Linked DNA regions of Canis lupus: region 2 is linked to region 1. The links are chromatin contacts, called in public Hi-C maps. All regions are on one chromosome and are shown on one strand. Each heading gives the region's core, a stretch centred on a gene start, on an enhancer-like site or on the middle of the called end of the contact. The rest is flanking DNA. Distances are from core to core; before and after follow the strand shown. Region 1 has its middle 140 kb from the start of TOMM20. Region 2 has its middle 85 kb from the start of IRF2BP2.

Region 1 (5,001 bases), core at 385-2,884:
GCAGAGGGAGAGGGAGAGGAAGAGAATCTCAAGCAGACCCCATGCTCAGTGTAAAGTCTGACTCAGGGCTCAATCTCATGACCCTGAGATCATGACCTGAGTGGCTCAAGAGATGAGTGCTCAACTGACTGAGCCACCCAGGCACCCGTCACAATAATACCTTCTACCAGAATGAATACCTGCGACTAATCTTGGACAGATATGGCCTGCCAGGAAAATAGGCTTTGCATTTGTGTTGCTTTTGGTTTTCAAATGAAAATAAATGTATATTTTCATTGATCATAAAAGTACTTCACATTTCTTATAGATACTTTGAAGAAATACAGAAAATATGAGGAAGAAGTTACAAATTACCCTGAAATCTAACTCTACAGAGATGAGTGCTGTTAATAATTAGATAGATAAACCGTCCACGTATCTCTTTTATACACACACACCATCAACACACAGTTATCTAACAGGCATATGCAAGTTTTGTCTCCTACATTTCATTTGTCAAAGTGACCCACACTACTACTATTCTATGGCTTTGGCTGTAGATTTCCAACACTTTTTAATGGTTGCACAGCATTTTACCAAATGTATTTAATTCACTGGCTCAATCATGTCTAGATTGGTTCACTTTTGGTGTGTGTGTATCTATTTACCACACTGTGGTGACTACCTTGTACTTACATTTTGTGCATTTTGTGGCTCATTCGGCTGAGGAGAAATTTTTAGTCTTAAAATTAAGGAGTCAAAGGTTACTTGTTAATAATTGTAATGCACAAGGTCAAACTGCCCCCAGAGAACCTGTAACACTTTACGTCCACCAACGGTATAGGAGAGCGCCCATTCCCACTCTCTGGTCAACCCTGGCTGTTGTCATTGTCCATATTTAGAGTTTTGGTCCATCTGATAGGTTAGAAGTGACGTAATATTGTGGTGTTGATTTGCATTTCCTACATTGTTCTGCTTCTGAATCAATCACTGTCTGTGATTGAGCTGGGGAAAAAAATGACTTCATATCAGGTTCTCAGTACTACGAGAGAACCTAAGCCTGGCATGGAGCTTAGACGATTATCATTCAGAGGAGCCAGAAGCCCAGCATGGAAGAGTTGGACCATCCTTGAGGACCATCATCTTTCACTGATTTATTTACTCAGAGGCTCACTTGCAGCTACTTTTGGGCACTTGTTGAATGGCGTCTAGAAGGCCACATGGTTCCAGTTATACAGGGCTTGAATGACAGAGAGGACATGTGGGCCATTATCTTGAGGCTACGTGCAGGCAGAGATCTGCCTCCCCGTGTTCCTAATGGTGGCTTTGCTCCATGCCACGTCCCCTGATCACATCTCCCTTGGCTTGAACGGTTCTTCCTGTTTCTCTTCTCCTAGGCTTTGAAGCCATCAGCTTCACTTTAGCTAATGCATCCAAGAAATCTGCTGGAAAGCTCCAAAATGCCCAAATGACCCAGTGGATCAGAGAGTGGGGAGCGCAGCCAGCGGGGACGACTGTGGAGAGAAGTTGAGTGCCTGGAGTGGCCACTCTGTCCGGCCGCCTTCCGCTGTGGCCTCAGGCCAGATGACCGGCTGGAGCAGGAGAGGGCTGTGGCAGAGAGTCATTCCTTCTAGGTCTGGCGCTCAGTGGTTTCCTGCCTTGCTGAGGGGCCGTTGCTGGGCGGTGATGATTCATGGCATTTGGACAGTGTGGCTGTGTTCTGAACAGGGAAGTGAAAAATAGCACAGCCAGGGGCAGTGCAGGACAGGACAGGGGCTGTCACAAGATGTGAAGCTTTACTTTGGAAAATGCAGGGGGCGGGGGAGTCACGATGAAGTTGGTCGTGGTTCGGGCCACGTGAGTGTTGGCCCCGCTCACTCTTCTTCGGGGCATCAACTTTTCCAAGTGCTGGTCACTAGGCTGCCCCTTGGAAGTGGCTGCTGGTTTTGGCCCAGCTGCTGGGGGTAGGAGGAAGTGGACAGGTGATTCAGTGAGTGTCAGCTTCCTCTCTGACTCAGGATTGGATCCGTTTCTTAGGGTGGTGCCACCGGGCCCATGTGGCTTTAGCTGGATTCTTTGAAACTGAAGTAAAAATGAAGGCTCTGCCTCTGGTGGTTGCTGGCCCTCCTCTGACCTTTGCAGATGAGTAAGGGGATTAAGCTGGATTCTGTGGCCTCCCCCGAAATTGGGTGAGCTCCTGTGACCCGAGGCCTTCCTGTGGTTCCAGCCCATGAAGACCAGTGAGGTGCAGAGCTGAGGCATCTCCTGGGTCTCTACCCACTTCGGGGGCTGCCTCATATTTGAGGGAGTGGTAGGGTTCTATGGGCCCAGCTCTGGCAGGTATTAGACTGATGGAGGAGGCAGTTGAGTGCCTGGGGATGCCAGCTCTCCCGGGGTCCATTTGTCCGCTTAGCCAGTGGTAGATGGAGAGGGCCAGATGTGCAGCTGCTACCTCCCCCTGAGAATAGTCATGACTGGCCTTTTATTCCGGAGTGCTGAGCTTTCCAAGGATCTGTCATTAGTGTGCTGCCTAAGCGGTCATCCCTGCTCTCACCTGAAACCTGTTCTAAGAAGCACTTCAATTATCCAGATAATTGCCTCTGCCTAAGAGTTCATAATGATAAAAGCACTGACTCGGTAAAGACTTAAAAATTCTCTCAGAGTCGCCACAGGGGTTCTGTATTCCAATGCCCTAAATCACCCTGGGTAATAATCTCTCCTTCCAGTCAGTTCTATCCACTTCTTTCCCCTCCATCCCCTCGTTTCCGTGGTGGGAGCAGAGGTCAGCTGGTCTCACTCAGGCACGATGGCCAGCATCCAATCACAGTGGATCTAATGAGGACTCTATTATTAGTCACACGCAAGAGAAGTGCAACTAAACCCTGTTGGGGCTTCTAAAAAGGAGCTCTGTGTGACAACTGTAGAAGCGGAGGGCGGGGGGGGGGGGGGGGCTCTGAGGACACCTGCAGCTGCGACCTGACCCTGCCAGGCGCTCTCTCTTTTCTCTCACATCATCTTCCAGCAAATATTGATTCTCATCTCTTTGATAAGCTTTCTCCTCGTGGTAGGGAATGTACACGATGGCAGGTTTGCTTATCACACCTCACAGCATCACTGCCGCAGAGGGGCTGAGAATTCCAAAGTCCCAGAGAGAGGCCTCGATGGCCTTCACTGGAGTCAGGTGACCGTCACCCGCTCAATCTCCATAGCCAGGGAAAGATCTCTGAGCAGAATGCTGTTCACATTTGGACCCCATGATGAGTGCAGGGGAAGGAGTATTTTCCAGAGGGGGCTCCTGCCCTAGGCAGACGAACAGTGGGCCGGCTACTTCTGGTTGCTGAAGGCTCTTTCTGATGACCGGGCTGAGCACTAGGCCCTCTCTGCCTCCCCTCTGCCTCTTCTGGGCCAGGGAGTGAGGGACACAGCCCAGGGGAGGTGCCTTCTCTGTTCTCAGAGCTCACTGTTTTATTGTTTGAAAGTCTGCAATAGCTGGGTTTTTTTTCAGCTATGTTTCTGGGGGGGATACATGTCTAGGGCAGCAGCTGTATGACTTTCTGAGGAGATTGCCTTGAAGGATCTAAGCAATGAGTGAAGGCAGAACAAAGGAACCATTCTCAGAAGCCTGGCAAAAATGAAACCAAATAAAAACCCCATAAAAATCCCTACTGGGGCAGAGGAAATACCAACTTGATGCTTTTGAGCTGCATAGTCAGTAATAAAGGAAAGATTCAAGGATAGACCATTCTGACGTGATTCTGTTTAGGCTTGAGGGAGAATGTGCTGGAAGACAATGAAAGGGAGTCATCCAAGCAAGGGAGGTCTGTTGGTGGTGTGTTGTTGCAAAGCAGGAACTGACCGATGACCAGGGTCATGGGGAGTCTGAAAGAGACACCCGTCAGACACAGGTTCAAAGTTTGTACCCAGCCCAGGAGATCAGATGACAGGCAGCTGGCCTGCCCCCTGCTGGCTCCCATTGATGTGAGAGGGGCTCTGACCCCTATCTGGTCACTGAAATACCCGTTTGGAAATCTCTTTGAAGATTGATTAAGTAAATGCTCACAGCACAGGCCATAATAATTGAGTGACGTAGTCGAAGTATTTGTAGTAAGTGGAAGAATGGCTGATTCTAGAGCTGACAGGCATCTTGCCTTTCTGTTCCTCTAATTTGGCTTCCTTGCTTCTGGTCGCAGTTTCGGGCAGAGAGTGTCTGAAGAGGATAGAGTTGAGGATGTGGGGACTCTCACTCTCGTTTCATGGGTGTGACAGTATCCTAGGGACAGAGCATCATCCTGTCACCACACTGCAGCTGGCTGCGGCCAGGGGCGGGCAGTCCTCCTGGCACAGCTAACCTTTGATGTTGCCCATGGGGTCTTTCCATCTGGTTTGTGGCCTCGGCCTGCTGTGACCCCCAGCAGGGGTGTCTCTCCAGGTCTCCAGGGCGCGGCAGGGTGAGCGTGAAGGAAAAGTCTGGTTTTCATCTGGGAGCGCTGAGCCTCTCTGCATGATGGCTCTGCTCTCCGTTCTGCCAACTGGACAAGAGCTGCTGGCTCCTCTGGGCAGGGAGCAGGGTGGATTGGGGGGCTGTGGCCACTTTACTTCACTCATTATTTCTGGGACCCCACTGTCGATGGAGGTGGGGGTAGGCTCAGCTCTGGACTCTGGCTCTGTCCACTTCTGTCCTCAGCAGCTTGACGTTTGCTCGCTGCATTCATTCCTCATTGATCCATCCACTTACCCATTCCCTGGGGCCATCATCCAGTCCCTCAGCCACTATGAGACCAGGTCTTCTTATCATTCATCTTTACTGCCTGGCACAGTGCCAAGCTCGTAGGGATTCTGCACATGCCTGCTGACTTCTCTTCCTGCTTCACTTTTGTTATGGTTGAAGTTCTGTGTCAAAGTCCGTATTGTTGAAGCCCGAAACTGCCAGGACCTCAGAAAGGGACTGGGTTTGGGGATAGGGTCTTTAAAGGGGTAATTAAGTCAACATGAGGTCATTTTAGGTTGAAATGAGGCTCTACA
Region 2 (4,645 bases), core at 1,351-3,850, 240 kb after region 1:
ACTGTTGGCCTTGATTTGCAGTTCAGATGGTATTCTGTGTGGTTGCTGCCCACATGTCCTTCCACCCCTACCCTCCCACGCCCGAGAGGTGTACAACTATTGACTGGACCTATGCTTTTTAGAAACCCCACAAAAGTCGGCAACCATATCCAAAGAAAGATTCGATCCTAATCTGCATAATTTGGGGTCCAAGAGCTTAGAAATGAGATTCTTATCCATTTACTTCAGACACACAGTCGCGCCATTAGATGCATTTTACTTGGCAGGGATTTGACGATGTGACCTTACTCGCTTTTATTCCTGCGATGCCCAGAGAAAGCAAGAGCAGTGCAGGACGGCGAAAGAAGATGTGTTTGTGTGAATTTCAATCAGCAGTTGGTTCAGAGGCAAAAACAAAACAAAACAAAACAAAACAAAACAAAACAAAAAACAGAGCTGTTTTGCATTTCCGTGAGTTCTACATGAAGGTGCCTTTGGGCTCTGAGCCGTCCAAGCATTTTTGGGCTGAACCTGCAGCCAAGCAGAGTCCCAGACCTGCGGGGCCCCATGGGTTAAAATCACTCCCACAAATTTGCTGGCTGGCCTCAGAGCAAATGGGGATAGTGGGTTGGCTCATGTTTTGCATTAACTCGTTTGCTTTTTTCCACTGCAGCCTCACATTCTGTGATAAACCTGAGTTGCTAGGAAAGCTTTATGTAACACCCACTGGCCTCAGCTCCTCAGAGCAGCAAGTGTTCTGTTTCCAGAGTTCCCCATAAACCTGGCAGCACATCAAAACCTCTGTTTCATAACAGACCAGAAATAGGATTTTCTAATAACATTCCAAGGACTGGACTTATCGTGCAGAGGTCTGGACTTTTATGAATTGTTAATGGTTAACTAAACAGAGACCCCCACGACGCCCACCCTGCTATCTTTGGGGTTGAGGAGGGGAGGGACATCGGAAGAATATGGTTTCTACATCCATGATCTGTTGGTTTGTGACCCGAGGCTTTTTTCAGAGAATTTGCTAAATAATCTCAAACATATTGAGGATCTTACTCATGTTTTAAAAAAAGAAAAAAGAAAAAAAAAAAACCAACAACTACCTTCCTCCTGCTTCCTCCTTCATTCATGGAGAATGTGGTTTCCTTTTATTTTGTTGCCAGACACACTGACAGTTGCAGATTTAACCTTGATCTTTCCTTTGGGAGAGGGCAGCTCTCTTCAGTGGGGACACACCTAGTTCTGGGGGATCCAAGTGGTGGCCTCGCCGCCATCCTCCCTTGCACCCATGTGCTCGCTCTTAGCCATCCACCCTGCCTCGTTGGGTTCTGGTTTAGATTATGACAGGGAGTTCCCTGCTAAAGGCCATTTGCAGCCTATTTGGATGTCACTGGGGAAACTTCTTCCCAGGGTTCCAACCACACATCTCTTTGTTCCATTTTCATCTGCTGTGCCTTCCTTCCGGTTCTGCCTGGAACATCATTATTCTATCCTCCTTGTGCAGTTAGCACGTGGGCAACGATTCAGAACAAGAGAAACCCTAGGTATGGAACAGCTGGGACCAGAGGCCCAGCATTGGCCAGACTCACCTCTGGGCAGAACCCCATGTGATCCGGCGACAGGGAGCTGCCGCCACAAGATGTTGAGGTGATGCTGTCATCCCCTCCTGTGTCCTGGGCACCTCCCCACTCTTCTTCCCTGGGTTGGCTCTCTGGACTTACCCCAACAAATGGAGAGGAGCCAGTCCCTTGCTGGGGTCTCAGCTTCAGCTCAACCAGAGGCTGGGACCCTATGCTCTGAGCTCCTGCACCCCGATTTCCTCAATTCCTGCACTGTAAGTCTCATACACCTTCCCATTTTGGAATATTGGCCTCCAGACGTGCCAACTTAGGCCTTTCCAGGACAATTCTCTCTTGGCTATTTCTTCACGGCCACTGACATAATTTCTCCGGCCTCTCCAGCGTTTGCAACACTTCCCCATTTAGTTCCATGAGAGTGGTGTTTACCTGCTGTTCACTCTTTCTTCTGGATCATTAGGAAAAATGATAAAGAAAAGGGTCCTCACCCCATCACCATGCAGAGCTGGGCCCTGGGCCCCGCCCCCCCCATGCCTCCTGAACCCTCAATCAGAAGTGGCTCCCGCGAAACAGCGGTCAGAGTGGGCTTCCGGCACCAGGCTTGGGTTTAATATCCTTGAGATCCATTTAGTGTCTGGACACCTGGTTGCTATGGAGACGGTTGTCATAAAAACACACCGATCTGTAGAGAGATATAAACCGGATCCCTGTGGTACACGGTTGGACGCATTAGCTCAGAGAAACAGCACACAGCTTATCGCTTCTCTTTGTTGACACAGTGCCTCTGCCTTTCAAATCCCACCTGAGCGACCTTAGGGCCAGGCCAATGCAAATTCATTTTCAGTTAATATTTCGTAAGGGACGACCCAGGGCTTCACCGAAGGCCAGATGCCCCTGCTTTCCTGTCCCAAGCTGAGTCAGCCCAGAAGAGGACATTCTTCCTCGTCACGGGTTGTTCTCTGCCGACTGTCATCGATCCGTGCGCACGCCTGAGCAGGCAGGATCAAAACACTGACCCTGCCCAGCGCATCAGATCAGGTGGCTGGGGACGAGCAACAGGTGTGAGCAGGAGGCTTAGGGTGCCCTGCCGGCTTGGAGGGGCCGAAGCTGGCAGGGGCCCCAGAGTCCAATCCAGGATGTAGTGCAGGCCTGTATCTGTTGTCGGCCAGCTCAGCACTGGGTGGGTCAGGGAGAGACCTGATAAGGTGCACAGGGGTGCCCACTAACCGGCTTCACCTCCTCACTGTCGGAATCCTCCAAGCCTTACCATTGGCTGGGGTTAATGTCTCTCCCTCAGTCTGGTCTACGTGCAGAAACCAGCAAAACACTTGCCACCCCTCTCTTGAGCATGCAGCTCTGGCGCTGTAAAGGGGACAGGCAGAGATGCACTCTGCAAGTCCTGAAGCCTAGGGAGGGTCCTGCTGAAATTCTTTTGGGGAAGGGGGTGAAAGAATGATTTGGTGTTCATCATTTTAGCTCTGCCATCAGCCGAGTATACGTAGGGTAGGAGAATGGAAGGAGAGAGCCAGCTAAGGCAGTGGTCACATTATGAAGGCAGGCGAGCTTTGCTTCCATAGTGGCTCCCCACGCTGGCGGCTGCTGCTAAAATGTGAGCTCTCCCCACCAGCTCCCCACAGGCACTCCTGCATTAACACCCGAGACCCAGATCACCTTCAGTGCTATTCCTTATTTTGGAAGATGTCTGGCTTCTAGAAGACGGGTCATCACTTCGTCTTTGACTTGGTCTTTGATCTTCGGCAATTCCTTTGGTTTCCCCAAATGCCTCAGTTCCCTTCCTTTTTTTGGGAGACACATTTCTGTTTCTATTTAAAACCAAAAGGCATTTAAAACATCTTTTGCCTTAGTCAATCCTATCACATTGCTACTGAGAGAGGAGGGAAGGATGGGACCCAGGCTAACATGTCTGATTCTGAGAACAAGCAATGCATTTATCTTGCATGATATTAACATGAAATGTGATATAATATTAAGACATCTGTTCCCAGTGTCCCTGCACATCCCAGTGGATGAGATTCAAAAATAACTGCCTTTGTGCTCTTGTAAACCCTTTGGCTAGTGCCATAAAATACCCTGGGATGTGTGTTAGTTCAACCTCTCATTTGCATATTTTCAATTTCTCCAAATAACCCCCTTAACATGCCCTTATCAATAGTTTATCAAATAGAAGGACGCCTGGGTAAGCTGTCAGTTAAGCATCTGCCTTCGGCCCAGGTCCTGATCTCAGGGTCCTAGGATCAAGCACTACATTGGGCTCCCTGCTTGGCGGGGAGTCTGCTTCTTCCTCTGCCCCTCCCCCCACTCATGCAAGCACACACTCTCTCTCTCTCTCTCTCTCTAGTGCACTCTCTCTCAAATAAATAAAATCTTAAAAAAAATAGCTTATCGGCAGCATCTTCATTAGTTCTCAGTTGCCCTTCCCCCTTATCTTTCTTTTTCTTGGTAAAGATAAATTTTTAGGGGCTCCTGGCTGGCTCAGTCGGGTGGAATGTGCAACTCTTGATCTTCGAGTCATGAGTTCGGTCCCCATGTTGAACGCACAGATTATGCAAAAATAAAATCTTAAAAAAAAAAAGAGAGAGATATCATTACAAAACAAAAAGTGGTTCAAAAGATCAGCTAATATGGAGTCATTTACCTTTCAACTTCCTCTCCATTCAAGAAGTGGGCCTACTCTTTCTTTTTTCCACACTCCTCCCCTTGAATCAAAAAGGAAAAAAAAGGGTGGGGGGGAGCAAACACATTCTAAAAAACACACCCTAACCCCCTCAGTTCCTTTGGCTGGTATTACATTATTCTGCCTTTTCCCTCCCCTCTCTTTTTGCCCTCATGTTTTTCCTGAAAACGTTGACTTAGTCCTCATGTTATTTCTTGTTTCCATTCCTCATGCCTCTGTTTCTCAAACCAGTTCAGGATGGAGCTGCTCCCTGCAATTTTTTCCTCTCCTGGCACAGCTGAAAGCCCACGGAGCACTTCTTTCTTCTATTATTTGTCTTGTTTTCATGGGACCTGTAGTCTTGGCCCGCAATCATGGCATCTTGTTATCTTTCTCCCAAGGCAATAGC

The links. A called contact is a pair of places that touch in the nucleus more often than the background predicts.
Region 2: a contact with region 1 is called in a Hi-C map of liver, with 2.4 times the contacts expected there. The contact joins two enhancer-like sites. A contact is called at or near these places in 2 of 9 Hi-C or Micro-C datasets (liver and skin fibroblasts).

What each region holds. Positions count from the first base shown.
Region 1 is chr4:5,294,232-5,299,232 of UU_Cfam_GSD_1.0, forward strand. No RefSeq gene overlaps it. Among named protein-coding and RNA genes, the nearest start is that of TOMM20, 140 kb to the left of the region's middle. Within about 2 kb of position 1,635, at least 11 of the 20 cell types and tissues checked have an H3K27ac peak or open chromatin away from gene starts, as enhancers often do. A contact at or near this core is called in liver, where this site is marked.
Region 2 is chr4:5,529,446-5,534,090 of UU_Cfam_GSD_1.0, forward strand. No RefSeq gene overlaps it. Among named protein-coding and RNA genes, the nearest start is that of IRF2BP2, 85 kb to the right of the region's middle. Within about 2 kb of position 2,601, at least 5 of the 20 cell types and tissues checked have an H3K27ac peak or open chromatin away from gene starts, as enhancers often do. A contact at or near this core is called in liver, where this site is marked.